Linked DNA regions of Mus musculus: region 1 is linked to region 2. A link is a contact called in public HiChIP or PLAC-seq data. All regions are on one chromosome and are shown on one strand. Each heading gives the region's core, a stretch centred on a gene start, on an enhancer-like site or on the middle of the called end of the contact. The rest is flanking DNA. Distances are from core to core; before and after follow the strand shown.

What was found. HiChIP or PLAC-seq counts read pairs in DNA pulled down with a chosen protein or histone mark.
Region 1: a contact with region 2 is called in an H3K27ac HiChIP or PLAC-seq map of embryonic stem cells, with 4 times the contacts expected there. The contact joins two enhancer-like sites. A contact is called at or near these places in 2 of 39 promoter capture datasets (liver and pre-B cells) and 3 of 115 datasets of contacts at active chromatin or transcription factors (embryonic stem cells and large pre-B cells).

The regions. Positions count from the first base shown.
Region 1 is chr2:163,028,602-163,033,338 of GRCm38.p6, forward strand. It overlaps Ift52 (intraflagellar transport 52), which reads left to right. Exons shown (of 13, transcript NM_172150.5): 7 at 1,134-1,260; 8 at 2,580-2,669; 9 at 4,634-4,702. Among named protein-coding and RNA genes, the nearest start is that of Ift52, 14 kb to the left of the region's middle. Within about 2 kb of position 2,885, at least 23 of the 459 cell types and tissues checked have an H3K27ac peak or open chromatin away from gene starts, as enhancers often do. A contact at or near this core is called in embryonic stem cells, where this site is marked.
Region 2 is chr2:160,653,908-160,658,733 of GRCm38.p6, forward strand. The region is part of intron 2 of Top1 (topoisomerase (DNA) I); the gene reads left to right. Among named protein-coding and RNA genes, the nearest start is that of Top1, 10 kb to the left of the region's middle. Within about 2 kb of position 2,439, at least 49 of the 459 cell types and tissues checked have an H3K27ac peak or open chromatin away from gene starts, as enhancers often do. A contact at or near this core is called in embryonic stem cells, where this site is marked.

The sequences.
Region 1 (4,737 bases), core at 1,635-4,134, 2.4 Mb after region 2:
CCAACTGGTAGTTCCCGGATTTCTGTTTAGTTTCTGTCTGGATGACCTGTTGATTTTGAGACTCAGGTATTGAAATCTCTCTCCCACTATTACTGTGTGACGGTCAATGTAGGATTGAAGCTTTAGTAATGTTTCTTTTACAAATATGGATGCTCTTGCATTTGGGGTATAGATGTTAAGAATTGAAATATCTTCTTGGTGGACTTTTCCTTTAATTGGTATGACGTGTCTTTCCCCATCTCTTTTGATTAATTTTGGTTGGAAGTCTATTTTGTTAGATAGCAGAATCGATACACCAGCTTGCTTCTTGGGTCTATTTGCTTAGAAACTCTTTTTCTAATCCTTTACTCTGAGGTAATGTCTCTGGGTTGCCTTATCTGGCCTTAATCCTAGGGAGGTTCCTAGTCTTACTGCAACTTGATATGCCACCCTTGGTTGATCTCCAAGATTAGCCTATCCTTTTCTGAAGAGGAACGGAAGAGTGGATGGGGGAAGGACTGGGAGGCGAGGAGGGAGGAAAAGCTAAGGTTGGGATGTAAACAAAACAAAGCAAAAACCCATGGTATAGCTTAAAAGGAAGCAAAGTAGTAATTTTACCCTGTAAATCTGTGTTCCTCCCTGAAGAGAATTGTTGTATCTTACAAGTATGGAATTTAGATTTCTAGGTCTCCCCCAGTATAACGATATAAGTAAGTACTTTATTCTTTTAAATGACTGAATTAAATTGGCTGCACTCTAATTTATCTAAGTAGTGATAGAGGTAGAGGTAATTGTCCAACTTTGTGTGTTGCCAGAACTTAGATTCAGACCTATGTAGCAGGCCCCAGAGTCTATTTTTTAATTTTAGACAAAGCTTTCTATCACAGGCTGGCCTGGAACCTGCTATGTAGTGTGAGCTGGCCTCACACACGGTCTTTTTGTGTCAGGCCTTGAATACTGGGATTTTTACTTATTGGGGGACTGGGGCCGTAGACACATGCACACTAGCATATGTGTGGAACTAAGTTCTCTCCTGCTGCTGCTCGGGTTCTGGGGATTGAACTCAGGGTTGGTGGTAAGTGTCTTTCCTTGCTGAGCCATTTAATGCTCTGAAAACCCATTCTGCAGTCACCTGGGTGTTTGCTTTCTTACAGGGCTCTCACCTTTGTCTACCCTTTTGGTGCCACATTGAGCGTCATGAAGCCAGCAGTGGCCGTGCTATCCACAGGCTCTGTCTGCTTCCCACTGAACAGACCCATTCTAGCTTTCTATCACTCAAAGGTATTGACTTTCTTAGATATGGGGGTATTGTTATGTTGTTGAAGTATAGAACCACTTTATAATAGGCACATGCCTTTAATCCCAGCATTTGGGGGGTAGAGGAAGTTGGAGCTCTGTGAGTTGAGTTCCAGGCCAGCCAAGGGTACATAATGATGCCCTGATTTGAAAAAAAAAAAAAAAAAAACCCCAACAAAATCGTCATATTTTTCCTGTGACGCACTTGCTTTTTATGAGGTAGAACCTGAAGTCTATTTTCCCACTGAACAATTGGATTTATTTCTAATTATTTATAATTATGAATGCAATATAGAATCTGTGTGTTTCAGATTGTTGGGTGCAGGGTTTTGTTTTTTTTCTTTTTAAATTTTTTTTGTCTTTATGTGTGTATGATATATGTGTGCATGTGTGCACATGCATGCATGTATCTGCATACGTATGTGATTATGGGCACATGTATTCTGTGGCACACAGATGGAGGTCAGAGGACAAGCTTGGAAGTTGATCTTCATCTTGAACTTTGTGTGAGACAAGGTCTCTTATTTTGTTGCTGCTATGTATGCCAGGCTAGCTGGCTCACAAAGGTCCAGGGATTTTCTCTTCTCTCCCTCCACACCCATAGCCACACAGGAGTGCTGTGGTTATGGACACGTGTGCTACCTCAGCTGGGACTCAGGACTCACACTCAGGTCGCTCACATAAGCACTTCACCCACCAAGCTCTCTCTCCAGCTTTGGCTGCAGATACTGATAATTTTAGTAGCAGTGTGGTGAAAGACTCACTCACTGAAACCTAAGCAATATTGGTAATCACCATTTTTTCATATTTATCAGAAAGGCAAAGATACTTTGTAGTAGTGTGGGATGGAGGATGGTTGAGTAGTTAGGGGCACTTGCTGCTCTTGCAGAGGCCTGCTTAGTTCTCAGAACCTACTACAGGCTCACAACCCACTAGGGGCACTTGCTGCTCTGGCAGAGGCCTGCTTAGTTCTCAGAACCCACTATAGGCTCACAACCCACGTGGAAGCTCATATCTCCCTGTGTCTCCAGTTCCAGGGGATCGCATGCCCCCCTCAGCCTACACAGGTTCCGTCATGCATGTGCTGCACATGTTCTCCTGTAGATGAGGCTCTCCTGTACATAAATGAAAAATCGGTCTTTAAAAAAAAGTAAATGGGAATTGTTTTCATAGCTGATATTTTTCAAATATTAGCTATGTGTGAATTGGCATTTATTGGTGTATCAGACAGTTGCTAATGTGGTAAGCGATACATGCAGTGTGTTTTGTGATGTAAGTATCTAACATCGCTTTGTCATCAACAGAACCAAGGTTTTGGAAAGCTGGCAGTGCTTGGTTCGTGTCATATGTTCAGTGACCAATATTTAGATAAAGAAGAAAATAGCAAAATTATGGTAAGCTTTTCTCTTTCGTGTCTTCCATATCATTAGAAAATACCCATAAGTGTATTTATTACTCATTTACATGAGCATGCTAAACATATTACATGGTAGGCACTAAAAGTATTGAGTCAGCCGTAGCCCTTGCTCTACAGCAGTCTATAGTATGTCAGAGAGTGACATACAGATGAGCGAATGTAGAAAGAGTACTGCTGAATCAGAGGTGGCTGACCTTGGAAAACTGGGGAGGGCCCGACTTGTAAATCAAGCAGCTTAAGCTCAGGGATGTGTACAGACAAGTTAGGCTTCCCCCGACTCACTTACAAAATGGACTATGGTTATTTTATTTGCCTTTGACAATTACTTGGCGGGGGGTCACCCTTAATTTATTTTTTTAACTTCAAGCCTGGCTACCTCCCTAGCCATGTGCCCCAGGTACTTGCTGTTTCTCCTGGCCATATGCTCATGGCTCCCCCTCCTCCTCCAACCAGGTGACTCCAAACCCACCCACCTCTAGTCCCTCCAGTAACTGGCTGCAGTTAATTTTATTTAACCTATAATAGTAAATCAAGGAACAAGGTTTGCACAACAAAAGCTTGTAAACAGGAGAAGCCACTCAGTAAAAGCCTGTGAGTGTGAGAAGTCTAGGTAGGCCTAGAACTTTGGCATAGAATTTAGCATTACAATACATAGCAATAGACCAACCCTCCACAATCTCAGACCCCTCTGTTGTGTGGAAGGAAGAAAGGGAGAGGCCAGCCTGAGTCAGTTAGGCAGGACAGAATGAGGACTAAATGAAGGTCGTGACTAGTGAGTGTAGGAGGGGGTGGCAGCATGGGGTAGCTAGAGTTATGTGTAGGACTGATCACTGATAAAGAACGAAGTGAGTGTGGCCTTGCTCTGTCAGTGTAGCTGAAAGAGCTCATGGCTTCTGAGCCATGTTCTGGATGGAACTCTAGCAACTTACCTGCCAGAGGAAGGTGTGTGCCCTCCCTGTTAGTGGATGGGCCCTTCTAGTCTAGTGTGAGGTGGACTAAGCACTCTGCTTGGGCCTCAGCGCCTTTCACTGTGTTCTGAAACCTCAATGTTTGCTTTTCAAAGGCTGGGGTTTTACATATAATTATGATTTTTGTCATATTATGATTGCCAAAGATGAAAAGGTGTGTTTTTTAAAAGTTTTGACTCTCATCACAGAAAGCAAAGGTTGTTTTAGGATTGTGAACAGGTTTTAGGAAGTGTTGGCTTGTAATGTGTTAGAATGCTCTGACGTGAATGATAAAGGTTGCATTAGACTGAGGTTGGCGTGCTTTTTAGTTGGCATGCTTTTTTGTCTATTTTATTGGGTTCTTATTATCTACCACGCTTCGAACTCTCTCTCTCTCTCTCTCTCTCTCTGCCCAAATCCCTTCCAAACCCCAATACTGGTTAGAAGAGAAAGGTTAGAGGGTTAAGGGTGTGTAGAACACTTTAGACTACTTCCTGTTGATTTAGGGGTGTCAGGTTCCTTGGGACAAGTCCACTTTTCGTTCAGGCTGTCTCCAATTTCTTGTTGTCGCTTTACTCATGACCACGTGACAAACCACAGCAAGAGGAAGCAACAGCAGGAGCAGGAGCAACTGCCACAGGACCTCTTGAAGCTCTCCCGTTTAATCCCTCTCCAGAGGCCCCACAATTCAATTATCTGCAGCTGGCAAAATCACCCCCTGCTAGTGCATGAGGCAAATCATAACCACCTGCTGGGAAGCAGCCTCTTATCCCAGACCTAGGATTAAAACAAAACAAGACAAAATTCTCATATACATAACGGGGTTTTTAAAACAAAATTCTCACTACTTTAAAGAGATTTTACCAATAGAAGGCTGATCATCCTTTTTTGAATTCTATTGTCTTTTCTCCCTACTTTAATTATTTTGTCTAGCCTGACCTTTAGCATTCCCAAATAGCCAGGTGTCTAATTATATTTATCATTTCAAATGCAGGATGTTGTGTTCCAGTGGCTTACAACAGGAGACATCCACCTCAACCAGATTGATGCTGAGGACCCAGAGGTAGGAGACTGCATCATAGAAATGGAAGATGGGTC
Region 2 (4,826 bases), core at 1,189-3,688:
TATCCATTAGACTAAACCTAATGAGTCTTAGAATAAATCTTATACCATTGATCAAGAAGATCATTATAATAGGCAAAGACTATATAGAATTAAGGTAGGTACTGGTACTAATGTATTTCCATATCAAATTGTTGAATAAGATGAATTATCTGGTCATAATCTTCTGGTTAAGCTCTATAATCCTGACATTTATTTGTACAAAGCCTAGTTTTATTTTGTATAATTTGGCTGCTTAAGGATATATCCTCCCCCAACCTCAAAGCTCCAAGGTTGGACAGTATTTGTGCTTCCTTAAGGTTGTGATATCAAATAATTCCTAATGAGGAAGGGGTTCTCTAGAGCATAGGCAATTTGGAAGTTACTTTTTCTGTTACCCAGGCCTTAAGAGCTCAGTTGATGGAAGTGAAGGAGGACAAGCCTGCAGAAACAGTCTTACTCTAATTGAGAAGGCTCGAGAAGGTACATGTTCAGGTTAGATTAGTCTACCTCCTGGGAAAGGAGAAGATTGCAATGAAGGGATATCCTTGTGAAAATGAGTCATACTACAGAGACTTATGTAGGCAAGAATAAAGCATTCTGGGCTGGAGAGATGGCTCAGCGGTTAAGAGCGCTGACTGCTCTTCCAAAGGTCCCGAGTTCAAATCACAGCAACCCCATGGTGGCTCACAACCATCCGTAACAAGATCTGATGCCCTCTTCTGGTGTGTCTGAAGACAACTACAGTGTACTTACATATAATAAATAGATCTTTAAAAAAAAAAAGAATAAAGCATTCTAACTTTAAGTATTGTCCTTAAAAGATAAGTTAGTACAAATAGTATTTGTCTTGCTCCTGAAGTAGACTAATGCTTCAGTTTAATATACTCTGCAAACTCAGGTTTTGACTTTTAAGGGACATTGTTCAGAAGCAGTCTACTTAGTGGTAGCCCACCCCTGTAGATTATGCTATGTGGGAAAGATGCTTCAGCTTCATGGGTGGGTCAGACAGAATTCTAGGTATGGAGTTAGGTAAGGCAAAGGGATTCTCAATTGTTATTATGCAGAGGAGGTCATATAGTAGAATGTTTTGGTCCCAAGTTTCTAGATTAGCAAAATCCAGTTCTGTATTGTCCTCTATTGTAGCTATAATATGATAATACCATATCAGGCTTTTAACAAGGTAGAAAATATACCCCTAATATAACTACCTTGATCAAGAGCCCTGAGGAGGAAAGGACACAGGTATGGATTATCCCTTAGAACCATAGAGTAGGTTTTCTTGAGGTATCTTTAGATGATCAGCTGAGATGAGAGACCCTTCCTTGGGGTCGTAGTTTGTCACAGTGATTTGGGGGGGGGGGGGGTTTCCTAAGGGAATTTTTGGCTTCTTACCAAATTTTTGGCATCAGTTTGTCTACAACCACAGGTCTCCTTAATTTCTTCTCTTGTCATTACTCATATTCTCTATTTTCCCAGTGTGAGCAATTTTCTTGAGTTCTCTCACCTTTTGTCACATGGTATCTAATCCCAACTGTGACATCCCATTGTGCCACCTAATGCATCCCTTTTTCCATCCAAGTAGATGGCACTGTTTTCAAGAGGGCTCCTTGGACCATCAAGGCCATCCAGTATAATGGGAGTCCCCAGGGCCATGACACCGCCAGGCTCCACAGTTGTGCTCCCTAAGTACACAAAGGCATCTTTGGTGGTAGCAGAGCTCAAGTGCAGCAGCTGTACCTGCTGCTTTTTATTGTGGTAAAAAATAGTTATACTGAATATTGTGTCATGTCGGAGCATGAGAGACTGGCTGTAAGAACTCCATCTGTGTCTGGGCACCTAGCTTTCACTGGCATGGAACTGCTCATAGTTCATGCTCAGAATTTGGCTAGTGTAGCCTACCAGGCTGGCTCATGGCAGCTGGTAACTGGTACAGCAGATGCCCAGGAACAGCTACAATGTTGCAAGACACCAACATGAAAGGTAGTGCTGCCTCCCTCCCCAACCCTACCTTCTGTAAATGGAATTCTGAGGGCTTTTCTTTGCCCTTTTTGCTCCCAATTAACAGCAGGGCATTTGTATGCCCACCATTGTAGTCCGTTTTAGCTTCTGAGTATAACACAGAGAACTAATAAAGTTATTAAACTGTAGGCACTATGCTGGCCATATAGTCATCTATTCTAACCCTCAATGGCTGCCTACTTCCCAGCCACGTGGTTCTTTACCTGCAATCTGAGTCTTCTTACCCTGGCTCGTGCTTTTCCATGTGTGTCCTCTTGGCAACTCCCTGCTGATCTGCTTGCCACCAGCCAGTCGTCCTGTCCTTCTCCAGGTCTCTCTTCTTCCTCTTCTCTCATCTCTCTCCCTCTCTTTTTGGGAACCCCTGACTCTGATCAGAAGCCCCACCTTATTCACTTCTGCTCAGCTATAGGCTGAATTAGATTTTATTAACCAATCTGAGGTGATAGAAAAGAGTTTTTACACATCTTTGAGACAGGAGATGCTCCAAATACCATGACAATGCCAACCTCCAGACTGCTGGCAGGTCCATCAGCATCTGAATACACTGTACAAAACTGTACAAAACCCCCTCCCCCAACAACCTTCGGTTTTGTTGAATTTAAAATACTCACATGTGACTGATTGCTTTCTTAGACAGTACAACTTTGAATGTAGATACAACCCAAGAGATTTAGGTTTATATTTTGCTTGAATAGATGTTTGGGGCTCTTGTAACTTCTCCAGAAATCTGAAGACCAGTGTGTATAGTGTGTTAAAATAGAATGAATTTTCCACCTATATGTTTACATTACTTTATTTTAGATAATGTGCTAATAGAACTTACCACTTAGAAGTTCAGATAGATCATGGTTTTACTTGACCACCTCCCACCCCCAGTGCCAAACAACAGAAAATTTAAAGTCCTTTAGATAGAATAAGTTCTTATTTTATCTCAGTGTCCCTAAGAAGTAGTTAATGTCTATATTTGGCAAAGTAGGTTGGCTTAAATTTACACAATTTCATGGATCAGTATTCTTTAAAATGATTAACTGTTTGCTTATAACTTCATTTGAAAGTCTAAATTTCGCTGGGCGTGGTGGCGCACGCCTTTAATCCCAGCACTCAGGAGGCAGAGGCAGGCGGATTTCTGAGTTCAAGGCCAGCCTGGTCTACAGAGTGAGTTCCAGGACAGCCAGGGCTGCACAGAGAAACCCTGTCTCGGAAAAAAAAAAAAGAAAGAAAAGAAAAAAAGGAAGTCTTAAGTTTCTAGCATGTTACCTATATCAAGTTTGCAGTTACATTAAGTTGCAGTTAATAATGTAAACACTACATATACATAAATTATAGAGAATCTGGTACATTTACTTTTACGTAAGAGCAGATTAGAACTATTCTTTCCTGTATGGCCGTCAGGGTTGTTTTCTCACGTGCATGCCTATGTTGAGTATGTGCTACAGCTTATAAATAATTGCGTTCACAATTAGCTAAGACATATTAATCTACTGAGACAAAATGATATAGCCTTGGCTGCTGAGACCACTGACAATAGATATTTAAGATCTTAACAACTTGAGTAAATTATGTAGAGACCAGAAATAGAACCAGTTTCCTCTCAGTTTAGCTTTGAATATTATCAGGTTTTTGGATAATAGAGTAGGAAATGCTTAGAGGTGAAATGAATAGCAGAAATGTAATCAATTACTATTACTCTAGCAATGTCTAAAAGGCTCTGTAATTTCACCTGTCACTATTTTCCACTTTAGAAATTTAGGCTCAGATGTTAATTAGCTCACAGTTGTGTAATTTTTAACTAAACTCTAAAGCAAGGAGTTTAATCCACTGTTTGATTGATGCCACAGATTGAGTTAAATGTGAAACAGAATGAGGTGAAGGGGTGCCTGAGTGACACCCCCAGGACATCATGGGAGTAGTTAAATATCCATCAGACTGTGGTTCTGTTTGTGATGGATCTTAAGTCGATTGATAATGGCTTTTTAATGTTTTATCAGCATTTATGTCTGTGTGTCCCTGAACTGGTGTTACAGACAGGTGTGAGCTGCCGTGTGGGTGCTAGAAATTGAACTGGGGTGGGTGTGGGTTGGGGAGTGGTGGTGGCTGTGGTTCCCTGAAAGAGCAGCCAGCACTCTGCTGAGTCATCTCTTCAGCTTCAGCCCTATCTCTCCTTTTTTTTTTTTTTTTTTTTGGTTTTTTTTTTTTTTTTTGAGACAGGGTTTCTCTGTGTAGCTCTGGCTGTCCCGGAACTCACTTTGTAGACCAGGCTGGCCTCGAACTCAGAAATCCGACTGCCTCTGCCTCCCAAGTGCTGGGATTAAAGGCGTGCGCCACCACGCCCGGCTCTCTCCTTTTTTTAAAGACAGGTTCTTGCTATGTAGCTCTGTCGTGGAACTCACTCCAGGCGAAATAATAGCATTGCCTGCCTTTGCGGTTTTTAAAGGCTTGTACCACCACTCCTGGATTATTTGTTTATTTTATAGTACTGAGGATTGAATCTCCAGGGCTTTACCCACATTTGCTATACAAGTACTCGGCTCCTGACCCACATCCCCAGCCCAGGATTTGCTTCAGAGTGAATTCTTTTTTTTTTTTTTGGCTTTTCGAGACAGGGTTTTTCTTTATAGCCCTGGTTGTCCTGGAACTCACTCTGTAGACCAGGCTGGCCTGGAACTCAGAGATCCTCCTGACTCTGCCTCCCGAGTGCTGGGATTAAAGGTGTGCGCCACCACACCCGGCTCAGAGTGAATTCTTTTTTCCTCTCCTTTGCAATTTCAGAATTCTTAAGAAGAGATTTTAGTCAGGAACTCCTTGTGTCTTCTGACTTAGAAAGATTT